3 separate regions of the Mus musculus genome follow, and all the other regions are linked to region 3. The links are chromatin contacts, called in public Hi-C and promoter capture Hi-C maps. All regions are on one chromosome and are shown on one strand. Each heading gives the region's core, a stretch centred on a gene start, on an enhancer-like site or on the middle of the called end of the contact. The rest is flanking DNA. Distances are from core to core; before and after follow the strand shown. Region 1 has its middle 79 kb from the start of Strit1. Region 2 has its middle 72 kb from the start of Gm40063. Region 3 holds the start of Mme (membrane metallo endopeptidase).

What was found. Promoter capture Hi-C pulls out the DNA fragments that hold promoters and counts their contacts. Hi-C and Micro-C count contacts between places; a contact is called where the count stands out from the background.
Region 1: a contact with region 3 is called in a promoter capture Hi-C map of the 3T3-L1 cell line, with 5 times the contacts expected there. The contact joins the enhancer-like site here to the promoter of Mme in region 3. A contact is called at or near these places in 9 of 39 promoter capture datasets (the 3T3-L1 cell line, 3T3-L1-derived adipocytes, cranial neural crest and 4 more), 10 of 484 Hi-C or Micro-C datasets (the AML12 cell line, Sertoli cells, embryonic fibroblasts and 3 more), 2 of 115 datasets of contacts at active chromatin or transcription factors (fibro-adipogenic progenitors and intestinal villus epithelium) and 1 of 9 other capture datasets (adipose tissue).
Region 2: a contact with region 3 is called in a Hi-C map of embryonic stem cells, with 2.7 times the contacts expected there. The contact joins the enhancer-like site here to the promoter of Mme in region 3. A contact is called at or near these places in 12 of 39 promoter capture datasets (the 3T3-L1 cell line, 3T3-L1-derived adipocytes, cranial neural crest and 7 more), 6 of 484 Hi-C or Micro-C datasets (cerebral cortex, cortical neurons, embryonic stem cells and 1 more) and 3 of 115 datasets of contacts at active chromatin or transcription factors (embryonic stem cells and fibro-adipogenic progenitors).

Annotation. Positions count from the first base shown.
Region 1 is chr3:63,561,700-63,564,581 of GRCm38.p6, forward strand. No RefSeq gene overlaps it. Among named protein-coding and RNA genes, the nearest start is that of Strit1, 79 kb to the left of the region's middle. Within about 2 kb of position 1,537, at least 25 of the 459 cell types and tissues checked have an H3K27ac peak or open chromatin away from gene starts, as enhancers often do. A contact at or near this core is called in embryonic fibroblasts, where this site is marked.
Region 2 is chr3:62,937,433-62,940,527 of GRCm38.p6, forward strand. No RefSeq gene overlaps it. Among named protein-coding and RNA genes, the nearest start is that of Gm40063, 72 kb to the left of the region's middle. Within about 2 kb of position 1,384, at least 5 of the 459 cell types and tissues checked have an H3K27ac peak or open chromatin away from gene starts, as enhancers often do. A contact at or near this core is called in embryonic stem cells, where this site is marked.
Region 3 is chr3:63,293,928-63,296,742 of GRCm38.p6, forward strand. Mme (membrane metallo endopeptidase) reads left to right here and starts at 1,284. Exons shown (of 23, transcript NM_001357335.1): 1 at 1,284-1,688.

The sequences.
Region 1 (2,882 bases), core at 287-2,786, 270 kb after region 3:
TCTCAGTAGAGACTTTGGAGTCTAGAATTTTGAGCAGTATTTGAACTCAAGACTATGGGGATGCTTAAAGTTAAAGTAAATGCACATTGCTTTAAGGGATGATTGGAACCCTTTAGGGAACAGGAGCAGAATATTATCATTTCAATCTGAAATGTCAGCATAGGCTGTTTTGAGTGCTAGTCCCTGGTGTTGGTGCTATTTTGAAAGCTATTGCACCTGACAGGAAGACGGGTCATTTAGAAGGTGGAATTTGAAGGTTATACAGACCCCAGATTCCAGCCTCCTGTTCCTCTCCTGGTCAGCTTCCTCATGAACAGAGTGCTGCTACAGATCAAACCATGTGGCTTCACTTTGCCCATTGTGGCAGATTCAATATGTCTTGTTTCCTGGGACCTCTCCTGCTGGTGTACAGGAGCTCTGCTCTCTCACTCCTAAGTTCCTACCTACGAATTTATAATCAAATGCTTTCTAAAACTCACTTTATGGTCTGTAAATTCCATTCTTTCAGTTAAGAAATAAGGACTCAAAGCCAAGCTCTGGCATCTTTGGTGTCTGGGTGTCTGTGGAATTTCCTAGTACTTTCAGAAGAGAAGGGCTCTGCCACCCTCAAAGGTACCCAGTATTCATGTAACACGAAGACTGGTGATTATCAGAAAAGAAAGAACTGTAAGGTCAGCTCCATTCTGCTCTGCCTGGCCTCAGTTCCATTTCTACATCCTCCATTCCCTCAAAGTCCTCACTCTTCAAGAACTTCCACTAGAGGCAAGGTTATATTTAGACATCTAGGGTAGAAGATAGCCATTTTGTTGTGAATGTAAACCTCTCTCTGTCTCTGTGTCTCTCTCTGTATCTCTCTCATTGTCTCTGTTTCTCTCTGTCTCTCTCTCTCTGTCTCTCTCTCTGTCTCTCTCTCTCTCTCTCTCCTGTGTGTGTGTGTGTGTGTGTGTGTGTGTGTGTGTGTGTGTGTGTGTGTCCAGTTCCTAGCAGAGCTTCTAAACTCCCTTGGGTACTGGTGTGGAAGAATAACTTGTTATTCCCAGTAAATCCCTGTCAAATATACCAGGGCTTATGCTAATGAAGTGACCCTTTTGGTATCAGAGTGGTTGCCAAGGAAACATTCACATGATTAGAGAACTGGAAATTTCAGCTCCACTCCCAAGACTTCTAGAGAGGTGGAGTGGAGTTGGTCTCTTTCACTCATGTGCTAGAGCAACAGAGAACCATGACTCCAGGTGGACAGGCCAAATGGTCTGTGACAGGTCCATTTCATACCTCACGTGCATTGTTACTTGCCAGGTCCTCTCTGGTTTTTTTGTAATATTTTTAATAAGATGGAGAAACCAACTGTTTTACTGAGTTTTTTGAGTCATCCTAGGAAATCATGAAACCCATTTAGAGAAACACCAAATTTCCAACTTGTAGAGGTTCAGTTGGAGCCTCTGGTCTCTAATAGGTAGCCCCCAATCTTCCTCTGTCTCCAACCCCGCCCACTCAGAATGTCTCTGAACAAAGAAAAGGCTCCAAAAGTCCAGTTCCACATTCCTGACTGCTGTCACAACCTCCTCCCCTGAAGTTGTGAGTCATCCTGAAAGGACAACATAAACTCCATTTGTCTCCATTTAAGGACCAGGCCTGAGCTCAGAAAAAGGCCATAGGCACCAGTTTCAGGAACAGATCATAAATTCCAGAAACAAGGTCATAAAACCCTCTCCCAAAGAACAGCCTGGGGATAACCACAACAATGGGGAAACAGCTTATCTCAGAATGATCGATCTGCACTGGGCAGCCCTATCTCCTCCTGTGGTGAAATGTTCAAGATATAGGAGTGCAGACCACTGACCACCTGTGACCCCCTAGCACCCACCAAAGAAATTTTAGATTACCTAATCCTTCTAGATATTTCCCCCTATAAGAAGGCCTGTGCACCTTTGTCTAGGGCTGCCATTTTGGGGAATGGTTGACCCACACATGCTTGGTGTTTGTGCAGAATAAATGTTCTTTTTCTTTGCATACTTTCTGAATCTTTAGCGATTTTCAGATCCTTACAACTGAAACCCCCACCTTGGTGACCATACTTGAGCACAATCCCAGCTTGTGGCAAATGTGTCATTTTCTGTCACGTACAATCCATAAAAAACTTCCCCACAATAGCATACACTCAACTGCTTTGGTCTCATCTGCAAGGACTGGTAAACTTGCCCAGGAGCCATTCCCAAATAAAAACACTTTTATAGCTCAGAGACTAGTCTACCCAGGTGAGAGTGTGGACTACAGAAGCTACATAGCTTCTGGGACAGACCCCGTTTCGGGCTCCAGACATCCGAGCACCTTCCCCACCAGAGGAGAGGTGTTTGCCCCACCCGGGAGGGTTCTGCTGGAGCACCTGGGGGAGCCATCATGGGTCCTGGATCCCTCAGAGACTAGTCTTCACAGGTGAGAGTGCAGACTACAGAAGCTACACAACTTCTGGGACAGGCAGAAGAGACACAACTTCTGGGACAGACCCCGTTTCAGGCTCCAGACATCCGGGCACCTTCCCCACAAGAGGAGAGATGTCCACCTGGGAGGGCTCTTTATTTTCCCTTAACATCAATGGACTCAATTCCCCAATGAAAAGACATAGACTAATAGACTGGCTACACAAACAGGACCCAACATTTTGCTGCTTACAGGAAACCCACCTCAGGGAAAAGACAGACACTACCTCAGAGTGAAAGGCTGGAAAACAATTTTCCAAGTAAATGGTCTGAAGAAACAAGCTGGAGTAGCCATTCTAATATCAAATAAAATTGACTTCCAACCCAAAGTTATCAAAAAAGACAAGAAGGGTATACTCATACTCATCAAAGGTAAAATCTAGCACGATGAACTCTCAATTCTGA
Region 2 (3,095 bases), core at 134-2,633, 360 kb before region 3:
CAGACTTGGAGGTCAGGTTATAACAACTAGTTTATTCATAAACAGCAATAAACAAGTAAATGGTGAAATGGGATTGCACTCATTCATACACACACACACACACACACACACACACACACACTTCACTAACCTCCAGTCTGTAACCTGGCTCGATTGTGAGTCAGGTAAGGCTTGCAACTTTCAGGTCCAGCTAGAGCAGAGGTCCAGGTCGTCTCTCAGCATGACAGCATCTCCATAGGGCTCCAGGAGGGAGAATGTTGTGGCCAGATGGGGGTCAGGAGTGGGGTTCAAACTAATTTTATCCTGTCATAATTAAGGTATTCACACATTATTTCACGGAGCTACCCTTACTCCAGCCTTCTGGTTGATGAGATCTACTTATAACTTTCCTGAGAATTTTTTCCCTTGAATTTCTAAATTTTTCATTTTAATTTTTACTTCATTTTTCTTTCTTCTACCTATAGTTGAATTTTTTCTTATCTTGAAATGTTTTTGTTATTTTATTCAGCTGGTGTGTGTGTGTCTGTCTGTCTGTCGGTTGTCTGTCTGTGTAAGGTATTTATTGTGACCCCTAACCATAAACTCTTTGAATTTTCTAATCTTGTTTATTATTGCTGCTTTTGATTTATTGTCTGGGAAGTCATGTAACTCATTTGTCTTGGAAGTCATAACTATAGGTGTACTAATTCCCTGTGGGATTATTGTATTAGTTATTCATGTTTGTGTTGGGATAGGACCTGAGCATGTGGAGTTACATCTTTTATAGTGCTTCTTAGTATGGAAACCTTGTCCCTGCTTGGTTGAGTGGGTGTTTGAAGCTCTGTTTCCTACTATTCCACCTTGTCATGTGACCGACCAGCTGGATGGTGCTAAGGATTAAGTCTTTGGGCAATTCATTTTTGATGTTTAAGTGGGGGTCTGAAGTAATCTTAGCTCTGGAAAAGTGAGGTTTCTAAATCCAGGAGAAAACACGAGGAAGGGTTCTAAAGAGAGTGCAGGAAGGCAACCCTGGCATCCATATTCCTCAGGCAGGTTCAAGATATTATTTGTTTAATCATAAAGTAATCTAAAGCCAATATCTGTTCTTAGATCAACAAAAGAAAATTTAAAATATCACTATTTGAGTTATATAATTGTACATTATCTAACTTATAATTTTAATTGGTAACATAATGATGCTGAAAAAGGTAAACATTCGATTTAAAAATCAATTGTTGTTTTGTTTTTTCTCCTCCAAATCACCTACTAGGAACCAAAATAGAGCTGGCATTGCCTTTTCTTTCTTGTTCAATGCAGACCAATCAGTATTAAACAATATGGGTCTATTGTTTGCTTAGAAGAATGTAAACAGCTACTGCACACAACTGTAAATTGTGAAGAAAGGTTTCTCTATTGAACTGGCTGCTTTGAATCACAATGGGACTTCAAGCAACTTGATAAACCTTTGTTCAGAGCTTTAAATGGAAGAAGAAAATGGTGAAATACAAGGCTTTAGAAGTGGCTCATACTAAAGTGCTTCAGAATAATGCCAGCTTTCAATTCTCCCAGGAAAGGGAGTGTAGAGATAATTACTCAATTAACCAGACAATATTATGGTTTCTGATTTCATGTTTGTATGGGATTCCTGTGTGTTTGAATAAGTGTGTCTCTACATCCATATTTGTTTTTTCTGCCTTTTCTTGGGCCCTTTTCCTTTTGCTTGTTTGTTATGTTCTATTCAGATATTTTTGTTATATTATATTATATTAATTATATTATTATCATCCCTTAGAAGTCTGTTTGTTTTCTAGTGAGAGATAGAAAGGAGGTGGATCCAAATGGAAAGCTGGGTGGAGAGGATCTTGGGAGTGTCAGAGTATAATATAATCAGGATACATTACATGAGGAGGAAACACCTATTTTCAATAGGAGGGGGAAAAAAAGTAAATCAGCAAAAGGAAGAAGTTGTAGTTCTTGGCAATTGGGATTAGGGAGAGCTCTATGCTACCAACCTTTCTAGACACCTTGAGTACTTTGGGCTGCTCAAAACAAAAGACTTCAGCCTAATTTCTTTTTACCCTACTCTATATTTTATATTTCACATATAATGATGAAGTAAACATGAACAAAGACTTAAAGAACACAAACCGAACAATCTGAAATGTGACAGATGATTTGAAGGTTGATCATTCAGTCCAGAAACTGATACCTGGGAAGCAGACGGCATGTTTTCACTATCTGATTCTAGTTGGAAAAGCTAACATTAAGAAAACTCAACCAAGCTGAAGTCAATCAGATATCACTAATTCAATGCTCAGGAAGTCTGCAAAACCTTAGGGATGCTTTATTTTGTTCCCATTGTTTTTATTTATTTATTTATTTATTTATTTATTTGTATTATTATTATTTTACATTTCATATCTCTGTGGTGATTTTTCATGTTTGTTTGGGGCCTTGCAGATTTTGCTTGTTTCCTTTCTTTGTTTTTGGTTTTGAAACAGGACCACACTATATAGCCCTTGTTGTCCTGAAACTCTGTATGTGGACAGGTTGCCCTCGAAGTAAGATGCCCACCTACCTCCTCCCAAGTGCTGGAATTAAAGGCATCCACCATATGCCTGAATTTACAATGTATATCTGTACACGTTGCTGGTATTGTTTTTTTTTTAATTAGGTATTTTCCTCATTTACATTTCCAATGTTATCCCAAAAGTCTCCCATACCCTCCCCCCTACTCCCCTACCCACCCACTCCCACTTTTTGGCCATGGCGTTCCCATGTACTGGAGCATGTTGCTGGTATTGTTACATTTATAGTTTTGTCAGATAATTTGAAAAGGGATATTAAGATACGTTATCTTTAGAAAATGCATCATTCTGCTGAGTCTCTAAGCATAGTAGCCAATAAAAAAACCACTGATTTTTAGAAAGAAATTTCCAGAGAACCAGTTACTCTCTGTCCTGCTCTGTCCTACTAAATATAAGATCTTTGTTTTTCAGTTCCCTACCTTTTATCATAAAATATTAACAGTGCGATTTTAAAGAGTCACTGTCCTGACCATTAAGTGAGTTAATATTTACAAACTATCTAGTCTTTATGACACAAAAAGGACTGCT
Region 3 (2,815 bases), core at 34-2,533:
CAAATACTTATCATGCTAAGGCGTTAAGGCCCCAGGTCAACCACCTCCTTTAGGTGAAAGAGATATTCTTGAATCTTGTGGATATGCTAGATAGCCTTAAAAGAGTAATATGTTTAAAACTTTAATGAAAATAAAACAAATCAAATGAGAAACGTTAAGTAGGCTATAGCCACACACATGAGCTTAATTTTTATTTCTAGTTGAAACGTGATTTTTTTTTTGTAATATTCTGACCAAACATTACTATACTAATCAGAAATGCATTAAACTTTTAATGCTAGTGGTTGAATATGGAAAGTTTGAGAACTAGTGCCCTCTCTCCCTTCCTCTCTCTCTCCCTATCTGTATCTATATATACATACACATATTTTCCCAACTCGTTTTATTGTAAAATTTAGATGTTTTGAAAATTTAAGTAAAATATAATAAAAACTAAGCACACCGGTGTTGGGGAGGAAAATCTAGCTTTCTTCCCAAGAGAATTTGAGTAACTCTCTCTTCTGTGCATTGATCCTCTGCAAAACAATCGGAGGCAAGATGACCTGGGTTCAAATTCCATTTGAGATGCTTCCCAGAGTGCTTGCCAAGCTGCCTATGCTTATCAGTGAGAGGTCACACATCTCTGTTAGTCTAGCCATGAGGACAAAGATGTGCTTGTAATACCCACAGAGGAAGAAAGAAGCGTGGGCACTTCCGTTTGAAGGTGTGCGTTGAACTTACGCACATCAATTGAGTTACTTTGTCTTGAAATGTCTTTCCATGATACTCATAATTTCACTAACATACATTTCCTGTTCTTGTCTTAGCTTTTTGTTTGTTTGTTTGTTTGTGTTTCTTTAACCATTAAAAAAAAGCATAAAGTTGGTTAGGGCAAAGGAGTAAGGCATTTTAATGCTCAAAGATCGTTTCAAGTTCAAGTCCTGTGAGCATGCTCGCACTTATGGAGCATGTGTGGTGTTCAAAACTTGTGATTCCAAACAGGAGAAGGATTAGTATTCCAACTCTATATGTACTTGACATTGAATGACTACATTGAAATCCTGGGGCAGGGGTGGGGGCGGGGCAGAAAAGTTTAGCCTTTCTGAGTTCTTTGGTTACAATAGCGGCTAAAGGTAATTTCCATGAAATACTTGCCTCTGCACAAAGACAAACTTCTATCTTTGACAAATTCAATGCCTTAAGTTTAAGAGAAAGAGACACACATAGACTGGGGGGGGGGGGAGGAGAGGAGGGAAGGATGAAGAAAAGAAGACATTGAAAAGAAGGGAAGGAGAGTGAAGGACGAGGGAAAACGGAGAGAGCAAGAGTATGTGAGAGAGAAGCATTCTGGTCTTAGTCAGTTAGAGAATGAGAGCCTGCAATCAGCACTACACAATCCCAGAGAGACAGTGTATTGTTGTCTTGAAAGCCACAAAGCTAAACAATTCCAAGAATGTCTGGCGAAGCCCTTTTGGGAAGGGCAAGGTGGGGGACGAACTGGGAGAGGGAGCCCCCTCCGCCCCTTTACACGGTGTGACAGGATTTGGGAGACCTGGCGGAAACCTTCAGGTCACCCAGGGAACTGCTCTCGCGGCTGGTCCTGTGCGGCGAGGCGGGGGGTGAGCGCGAGGCGCGCAGGGCGCGGAGATGTGCAAGTGGAGGAGCTGGACGGAGTGCAGGCGTAAGCTGCAGAGCGGCTAAGGCGAGGGGTGAGTCTCGGGGTGAGGGTCCAAGGAATGCGGGCTTCCCGGGCGCTCACCCGCCCGGAGCCCGAGTGGGGCCTGGAACCTCCCGGGACTCTGGCTTCGTCCCCCTCCGCGCGCTCGGCGCCGGGGCGCACCCTGGGGACCGCACAGAGCGGTGGGCGCTCGCCCGGGCTGGGGGCTACTTTGCCTGCGGCCGCCCTGGCCGGTGCGCTCATTGGTCGGGATGTGTCTGCTCAGTCGCCTCCAACTTCTCCCCAATCCCACTGGTGAGTCACCGGAGAGCGAACAACCGGGCACCGGGAGCGGGGCACCAGTGTCCCCGGGGCGCCGGGAGTCGGTGGGACGGGCAACAGGAGGACAGAGCGGGCGGGGGCCGGGACGCGCTAAGCAAGGGCAGAGGCCGAGGTCCCGCGCGCAGCGGGCTCCTGGTGCCTGGTCGCCGCGGGAGGAGGAGGCGTGTCCTGGGCGGGAGCCGCCACTGGGACCTGAGAATGTGGGGAGGGGAAGGGGCCGAGAAGGCGACCTGGAGGAGGACCCTGGGAGTGATGTCAGGTCACCTCCAGGTTCATTTTCATAGCTTCCTGCAGCCTCCGCCCAGGAGTTCTGTTTGGTGACCGAGAGCAGCGCTGCCAAATTGCACCGGGGTTCATTTGGGGGCTGGGAATTGGCCATTCCGCTGTACAGACACTGTTTTTATTTTAAAAAACAAGGTTTGTTTTCATTTTAGTTTCTATCGGATTCTCTCCTCAATTAACTCACTTTCCTAGTTTTAAATTTTCTTAACCTAAATGTCTTTTCACAATCCCACCTCTTCATCGTGCTTCGAACCTTGGCTTCCTATTATATAATTCATGCTTAAATCTGCCAAAGGGTTGGCTGGCGCGGGGTGGGGGTGTTCTTTAGTAGATGGAAGTTTTTAAAGACCCTTTCTTACTTAACCTATCCTGATCTATTTATACTCTTTAAAAATGAGAGTAACTATAAACCGGTATTCCTCTGAGCCTCTCGGTCAAGTCTATTCCATGCCCATAAGCGGCTCACATGGATTTTATTAAACTGAAAACTAGTAACTGACTTGCAGCGCCAGCTTTTGGAAGCTGCTCTGCTATCGGCAGATTGGCGCTGAGGGA